Linked DNA regions of Gossypium arboreum: region 1 is linked to region 2. Evidence: chromatin contacts called from public Hi-C data. All regions are on one chromosome and are shown on one strand. The core of a region is the stretch at or near the end of the contact, and the rest is flanking DNA. Distances in the headings are between cores, read along the strand shown. Region 1 holds the start of LOC108467840 (probable polygalacturonase). Region 2 holds the start of LOC108468994 (transcription factor MYB61-like).

Region 1 (4,251 bases), core at 1,134-3,633, 140 kb after region 2:
GTTCCACCAAACACTGCCTTGTCCATCAATAGTTCCATTATCTCCTGCATGAAGAACCAATGGCATCAATGAAAGAAAACCAAATGCTCATGGAACATGATTTTTCATCCATGTTACTAACCTGTTATGATTACATCAGTCAAATTGCGACCATATATAAGGCTTCGATGCCTTCCACCAGGTAACTCCACACCTCGGCCATAGGAAGGCAGAGGATCAACAACTGGCCAATCATCAGGATTCTGAAACAATATACTATGTGATGAGAAAGCATCTAGGGTGGTATGCTCAGTTGAATTTGGGGCATAGACAAGCCACGAAGCATCAATGATCACAAATGAGATGCCATTCTCGCATTATTGATTTAGTATGTTCTCATATAAACATTGATTTGCTTATAAATAGCTCGAATGCGTATTCTCCATCATCAATCATTGTGACAACAGATTGAATCCCATACGCAACAAAATTTCTAGATGCGATGTCCTTTTTATCACATCTTATGAGTAAATGTTCTTTTTAAATAAGTTGGTAATGACTTACATTTGATCCAAGAATCACTGCATCCTTATCTAACCACAAAGTTAGGTGACTGATGAGATCAAAGCTTCCTGTCAACCACCGGCCAGCTGGGACAAAAAGCTTGGCCCCACCTTTGTCAGAAAATGAATTGAGGTAGAAGATGGCATTCTGAAATGCTTTGGTATTGAGAGTGACACCATCTCCGACTGCACCAAATTCGGTAATAGCGACACTGTGAGGCCGAATCTCCCGTGAAAGAGCCCGTTTGCATTGTGAGCTGGCCTTGACAGTCCATGCAATATGACCGCAAAATGCAAGTACCAGTAGCACATCCACCAGCTGAAATGAAAGGTTTTCAGAATTGATCATGAATGGGCAAATTAGCTAATAAGTAACAAAAGAAAAATGAAAGCCATATTAACATCAAAGAGAACCAAAAGAAGCCTGAAAATAGGAAATAAGAAACATGCAATAACTTTATCAGTCGAGTCATGGACAACAAGTGACTCACACATTTTATGGCATAAAACTAGCAGATTGACATCAAAGTAAGCAATTGAACTTCATTTTACTAAAAAAAAGGGCTAACTTGGCTAAGAGAAACCACAGCCAATCAAAAAGGGAAGAAGCAAATAGCATTTGCTCACCACAACTAGTTGCCTACAACACTCCATGAAAGCTAAAAAACAAGAACACTCTTGCTCATTTAGATCCCAGCCGTTGCCTTAAATCAAATTTTGTAACGTGTACAAAAGAATGTAGATGAATCACACTGTCCTGCCATAACACATTTTAAACAGTTTCTTCAGATCTTGTTCGAACACCAACAACTTTGTGTTGTACCAGAAAGACTAGGAACATATTAATAGTTAAAGACCCATTCAGACAAGACAAGTAAAAAAAAAAAAAATTCCCAAAACAACAAAATAGAAAGTCAGAAAGGAAAAGGCAACGATCAAACAACTTACACTGAAAGATCTCTTCATATGAATGAGATCTGCAAATTTCCCTTTCAGCCCAACCACCTAAGAAGACACCGCAAGGTAGACAATTGGAAGAAGAGGAAAGAATTTTTCTTTTTTTTCTCTCTATGGAAGGAGAATAAGGTCCTCTTTCTCTAGCTAAGCTATCTAGCAATAAGGCTTAGTTGGGTCATTGAGAGAAAAAAAGAATCACCAAAGAGAAATCATTGAAAGTGACCGTTGCTGCCCGCCAAAAATTAAGCAGTAGGGTCCTCTAATCTCTTCACTTGCTCCAATACTTGTCTCTCTGTGTATCTTTCTTGCTGTAAACACAAAGCATCATCCAGAAAATGGTTTCTGTTTTAAAAACATGAAAGAAAGTCGTTTCCTGTTAGAACTCAGATACTGAACTATCCTTAAAATAAAATGTCTCTTATATGTTCAATCAATAAAGATTTTAAATGTGATTGTGGGAAGGGATATATTCGTTAATGCCTGGGAAATTAGCAATTACAAATTACAAAAGCAAGGGTGTCGTTTGCTTTGTCCAAATTGTTTGTGTTTATGTTAGCTTTTTTCTTTTTTTGGTCACTGACAGAACATGGTCCTTGGAATCACTAATCCCAAGTTCATTGTTAAATAAACAAAACATAAAAAAAGGGGGAGATGGGTCAAAATTTTCTTTTATGTTAACATTTGGCTTTGCTAGATTGACCCAAATAGGCTATGAGTGTGGAACCTACAAGTTCTATACTAGGCGAGCGGTTTCAAACCAGTGGGCGGTTGCTTGGTGAGGGCCGGTCACTGCCACTGGCTTTGGAAGCAGGGACCACCCCTCCTCTTGCATGAGTCAGGGTTTGATCGTTTGACCCCTAAAGGGAAACCTTAAACCAACTCCATTTGAATGGCCATTATTATGCCCTTAACCCCCATCTCATGGCTTCTTTTATTTTCCTTTTTCTTTTTAGGACAATTTTTCATGGGAAACATTTCTTCAATGTCTGAATTATTTCTTCTTTTTTTTCCTTGCTTTCTAATTTACTTAATTTATAGACACGTAATTACTAAAACCCTTTTCAAACATCATGATTATTACATTAAATTTTCCTTTATTTTTCTAATATATTAAGAAAAACAGAAGGCAAGAATCCCGGTCCTTATTTTTGTACTTTAGCTTCAACAAAACAACTAAAGAAAATTAGAGTGATGACATGATGGCTAAAAATATTTATTACTGTAGATATAATTTAAATTCGAGTCATATTAATTGTATTTATTATTTGAATTTTATTATATTATTGTAATTAAAAAAAATAGAGGACAACAGTTTTAAAGTGAGTGAGCAGACCTGTGTCCATACGAGACTACTTAATTAATAAAATGATTTTATAAGCATTTCTATTGTTAATCTTCTCATGGCTTTTGAAGAAGGTAATAGGTACTAAATACTAACAGCGATTTGAGGGAAAAAAAAATAAGAAAAATTGTCCTTAAAGAAGGGGACAAAGTCACAGGGAAGGACAAGAAGAGAGAGAACAAAGGAAAGTCTTAATCACAGTATAACAATGTACTAAGGAAAATAAAGTTCACAAAGTCAGGTATCCAATGACCATTTCAACCAAAACTCTTTATCTGTTTTCAATTTTTGGTTAATTTGGATTTGGTCCTTGTGCTATGTTTAAATTAGAAATTTAATCCTTTACTTTTAATTTCACATAACTTTCTCTAATAATGTCATTATTTATCCCAAATGAAGATGTTATCTATTCTAATTAAAATGATGGAATCAAAATATCTCTTTTCATAAAAAAAGACTTAAGTTATTGTGATAAATTGGAATGGTCGTTCAGTGTTAGCTATTTGGACTAAGCTAATGAGTAACGCGAATAAAAATAAAAAAACTCAATTATATCAAATTTGAGTATAATATAAGGACTAAAATAAAAAGTTGAGCTTTTTATTTATTTATTTTGAGTATCAGTGTGAAGATGCAACCTCCCCGCGTGCTTGTCTTCTGCATCCGAATTTGTACAATTGTAATGTAAGATAAAAATATGAGGTTGAAGAATAAATTTAATTTTTAGTGGCAATTTGTTACTTTTAGATTAAGAATATATGTTTACCCAATTTAGATTTAAATCGTAAGACGGAATAAAACAAAACATTTGTCAAAAATATAATATTTATGAAGAATTAGAATTTTATTAAAACAAAGATATTGATAGTGATAAAAAAAAATAAAATTGTAGCTTGCCATTCACCAATGAATTTGATTACGCATCATTCATCACTACTACTTGGTGTTTTTCAAGATATAACTTTACCATAATTATAGTTGTTAGCAATAATGAATTTGGGTTATTTTTCTTTCCAAAACAACAAAACATGTAATTAACTCCATTGCGTGAAGAGCATGATGTTTTTAGTGCCAAAAATACATCATGATTTATTTATTAATGTATTCACAATTCATTATGTCATTCACTGGATTTTCCTACTGTATGCAATAATATGAGAACAAGGTATTCAAACCCTCTAGCTTTCATAAAACAAAACAAAAATTCACTTATTCCTCTAAAATTTGATGAAAATACATTAACCCAAAATTTATTTATTAAATGAATTTTAAATAGAGGATAAATTTTATTACGCACAGTATACATATGAAAATTATAGATTTAGAACATAGATGCATGTTTAAAAATAACATGCAATAAATAATGAAACGTATAGTTTGAAATTAGTAATCATAATAGCACATAAAATA
Region 2 (4,254 bases), core at 179-2,678:
TAGACATGGAAATTGAAGAAAACTCAGACTGGGAGAACCAGGGTGAGAGCCTTGGGTTGGTTGATGCGTAGCTCAATTGCTGAACCGGAAAATGAGGCATGAAATCACAAGGCTGGCTGTTGGTAGTGGTGGCTGTGCTTGCGAATCTATCAAGGAACAAGTCTTTGCGGGTTGTTGATGTCATCAGATTGTTGGAGCTGGAACAGCCTTCCATTTCCAACTGATAACCTGGTGCTGGTGCAGTAATTGATGACGTTGGTCTTTGTTCATATAAAGTTGTTCCAGGATTAAGGTTGTCGGTGTTGAGCTTCAATTCACTAGATGCCCCGGATACCATGTCCAGGCTGTTTTTGTGTTGACTCTTGTTGTTGTCTTCTCCATTTTCAACCTCAGAGAGCGGCTTGTGAGTGACAGGGTCAATGCCTCTCTGCCTAAGCTTCTTCTTCAAGCAAGAGTTCCATAGATTTTTAATTTCATTGTCGGTTCTTCCTGGCAATTGCGCTGCTATTTGGGACCACCTGAGGATCCAATTCCAACCAACATATAAAGCAAAGAATGTTTTACTGATTTCTGTAAAAAAAATCAACAGAAAATTAATTCAAATGAGAGAAAGAAAGAGAATACCGATTCCCCAAAACTGCATGAAGTTCGATTATGAGATTCTCTTCTTCTTGTGAGAATGTGCCTCTCTTTAAATCAGGCCTTAAGTAATTAATCCACCTTAATCTGCAGCTCTTTCCACATCTCTGCAGGCCTGCCATGGAAGCGTCAATTCATGAATGTATGATTTAAGGAAGAACACAAACATGAAAAAAGAAAAAGAAGTTGAATTTACCAGCTTGTTTAGGGACAGAGCTCCAGCAACCATGGCCGTACTTTGTAATATGCCTCAACAGCTTCTCATCTTCTTCAGGGGACCAAAGACCTTTCCTTAGCTTCTGCTTGTAACAGCAGGAGTGCCTCCCCATTTTGAGACCAGACACTAATTGTAAAGGAGGGAGAGCAAAAGACCTTTCCCAAAACAGAAAACTTTGGTGAATCCTAGGTGAAAATTGTAGCTATGAACAGTTGTTTTTGGAATGCTTTGGTAAGAAAAAAGAAAATGTAACAGACAAAGAGAGGATTTTGATATAAAAGAAGGGCTCGAAAATGAAGTAGCAGCTGTGAAAGGAGTTGAATTTAATATAAAGAGGAAGCTCTCCCCAAGGAAAAGTCGTACTCAATATGGTATTATACTTTCTCACAACCCCACCTTGGTTGATCCAGGGCTAGGTAACTCAATTTCCCCTTTTTTTTTAAAAAAAAAAACAGCTTTTAACTTTGAATTTCATCTCAACTAAAACAACCATAAGTTAATAGACTTAAGGTTGCATGTGTCTCTGAGAATTAATGTCTTGTGAAGGGATGGTGGGGGCATTTTTCCTGAGATGAAAACAGAAAGTTCTGATTATAATCATGAACTTATAACCCCATGCTTTTAACTTCAACCCTAGTCCACATGGTAAAAGTTTAAGTCAATGGAGACTAATCACAGTAAATTCTGTTTTAACCCCGGCCCCCAAAAGTAAAAACATTGTTGATAGTTGATACTGGTATCAGCTCCTTTCTTTTACTGTACTAGCTTTCTTTTCTTTTGGAATCATAATGGCATTGAAAAGGCTTCATCATTCCGTGGAAAGAAATAAATTATTTTGTTCATTTTCTGAGAATTAACAATGGCTTTCCTGAAACTGATGAATCCCACCAAGTGTTATAAACTTACTCCACAAATACCTTCTTTCCGAATTGTGATATTTGAGACTTGTTCTCATTTGTTTCCCTTTTTCATCCTCTCTCATTAATGGTTTTCTTTGACACGGAAATGACCCAATTTCAGAAACTGATGAAAAAAAGCATGCCGTCTTTCATCTATATTTTATACATACGTTTGTATTTTATCTGCTAACACATTCCCAGTAACAAAAACTGCAACTATATTAGACCAAAAGAAAAGGCAACACCCAAATTTTGTTACCAATTCATAACTACAATTCAACTCTTTTTACTGACATTGGTAAATAAAATAAAATAAACCACTATTTCCAGGCCACCCCCACCACTTTTGTACATGTTTCTGACCTTACTGCATCACCCTTTCTCCAATCACTATTTTTTTTTTTTGACAGATTTTGCTATATATTGCTATGTTGTCCTAGTTTCTCACTTCATACTTCACATATATATATGTAGCCTAATAGTGGTGCTACATTTGAATGCAGAAGGTACACACACTACAAAAACTTCTGGGACCAAAGAAACTGTCAATATCAAACTACTCATGAATCAAAATCCAACCGTAAGGTTGGACTTTTCAAGATTCAAAGCATTTAGCAGATAAATCATAGGACAACTTTTTCACGTTTATCATAATTTTTCTAATTAATGCAGCCTTAAACTCAGTTTCTATGGCATGTTCCTTTCATTAAACCTACCCCTACGTCTTGCACACAAAATATACAAAAGCTTCTTCAAATATAATCACCACGTTAGATTTAAATATACATAAATTTGATTAGGGTATTAAACTATATGAAGTCAATTTCTGCAAGAAAACTTATTTAATTATCAATATGAACATAAAAATTTAAGTACAAAAAATGATTGGGTTTGGAGGTTAATTTTATATTTATCCTTAATGATTAGAAGTTTACAGCATGAGTGCATGACAGACCGCATAATTCCCAGAAGCTCAATATTTTAATTCATAGGAAGAGTAAAATATCATTAGTGTGGACCATTTTATATGTAGAAATTTTAATTTAGTGAATTAATCCAGATTTAAACCTTCCTAATCCTTTAGCCATTTACGATAAAAGCGAAATTCAATTGTTTTTTTCTAAGAGATTATCAAAATCATGAACAGATAGATTAAACTAAAATTTTCATAAACCTCCCTTTAGTTTTTAATTAAATCAAGCTTATGACTTGAAAGATAACAAGGAATTCATCAAATTTTTATTCCAAATCATTAGCTGTCCTGGCCATGGCCCGCTTTGAAATATGAAACCCATTGGGGGAATCTTGATAAAAAAAGATTACAAAGTATTGATCACAGGAGGCAATACAGTACCTTAACATCAATTATACATTGGACCCATTTATAAATAATCGAATTTGACAATTATTTTTTAAAAATAGAATTAAATATATTCATCCATATTCAGCTTTTATTCCCATATTTATTTTTCTTGAATTTTGTAGATAAAAAATTAATATTGGAAGACATTATTTTCAATTCTAAATATAATCCAGATATACTAAATTTACACAATTCAAAGGACGCGTCTGCGGAAACATAGCGTTAAAATTAATTCATGTAGCAATAATGCCAAATCCTTCATTTTTCTTTTGAAGACAGGTGAAGAAGTTCATGGGAACTTGGGGTTGGACCCATCGTTTGAAAGGAAACTGAAGCTTGGGATGAATGGCTGATAAAGACATTGAAAGGTTGTGAAGAGGATGATGGTCTGAGATGGGGTGAGAATCAGTGGATTTTGTGTGCATGCAAAATTTGTCCAGAGAGGAATGGACCCATTTACACACACACCACTACACTGCATCTGCATCTGCATCTGCTATTATACGCTATACAAATTAACAGATCACGACGCCATCTTTCTGGGTCCCAAATGTCTCAAAATTATGCAAGGGACACTCTCCTCCAATATCATCATTCCATCCTCACTTTTTTTTTTTTTTTTTTAAACCTTACAATAGACATATATGTATTACCCTAATGTTTAGTGAATGAACCTTTTAACCAGGCATTCAATTTTCTTTTTCCATTATGTTTGATGCTTAATTCCATCCAATAGTCAATTCAACCATTGGTTGAGTAGTAGAAAATTTATTATTAAATTCAGTTGACACTAATCTCGAGTTTTATTCATTGGCCACTTTATTACATATCGTTGAAGCATAAATATTTATGACATATCGTAAGTAAATTAAAAATTAAAAAAGTTTGGAATATTTTACATCCTTTTTATAAGAATTTAAAATATGATTATAGTGTTAAATTTAAAGTTTAGTAGGTGTACATAAACCTATAAATACCTATATTGTTAAATTTTACCTCATGGAATTGACTTTAGTTAAGCATTTCACCTAATTTCTTTTGACTGGGAATAAATCTAAAAGCAAAGGAAGCTCTCATAGAGATAATCGGAGAAGTGCGGGACCGGTAGCCAGCAGTTTATAGCCATAAGTAATGTT

The links. A called contact is a pair of places that touch in the nucleus more often than the background predicts.
Region 1: a Hi-C map of leaf shows a contact between it and region 2, with 4 times the contacts expected there. The contact joins the promoter of LOC108467840 here to the promoter of LOC108468994 in region 2. A contact is called at or near these places in 2 of 5 Hi-C or Micro-C datasets (both in leaf).

Annotation. Positions count from the first base shown.
Region 1 is chr8:32,840,330-32,844,580 of ASM2569848v2, forward strand. It overlaps LOC108467840 (probable polygalacturonase), which reads right to left and starts at 2,384. Exons shown (of 8, transcript XM_053018141.1): 1 at 1,491-2,384; 2 at 1,170-1,299; 3 at 544-861; 4 at 122-242; 5 at 1-44. The coding sequence starts at 1,196.
Region 2 is chr8:32,699,098-32,703,351 of ASM2569848v2, forward strand. It overlaps LOC108468994 (transcription factor MYB61-like), which reads right to left and starts at 1,429. Exons shown (of 3, transcript XM_017769866.2): 1 at 836-1,429; 2 at 625-754; 3 at 1-518. The coding sequence starts at 968.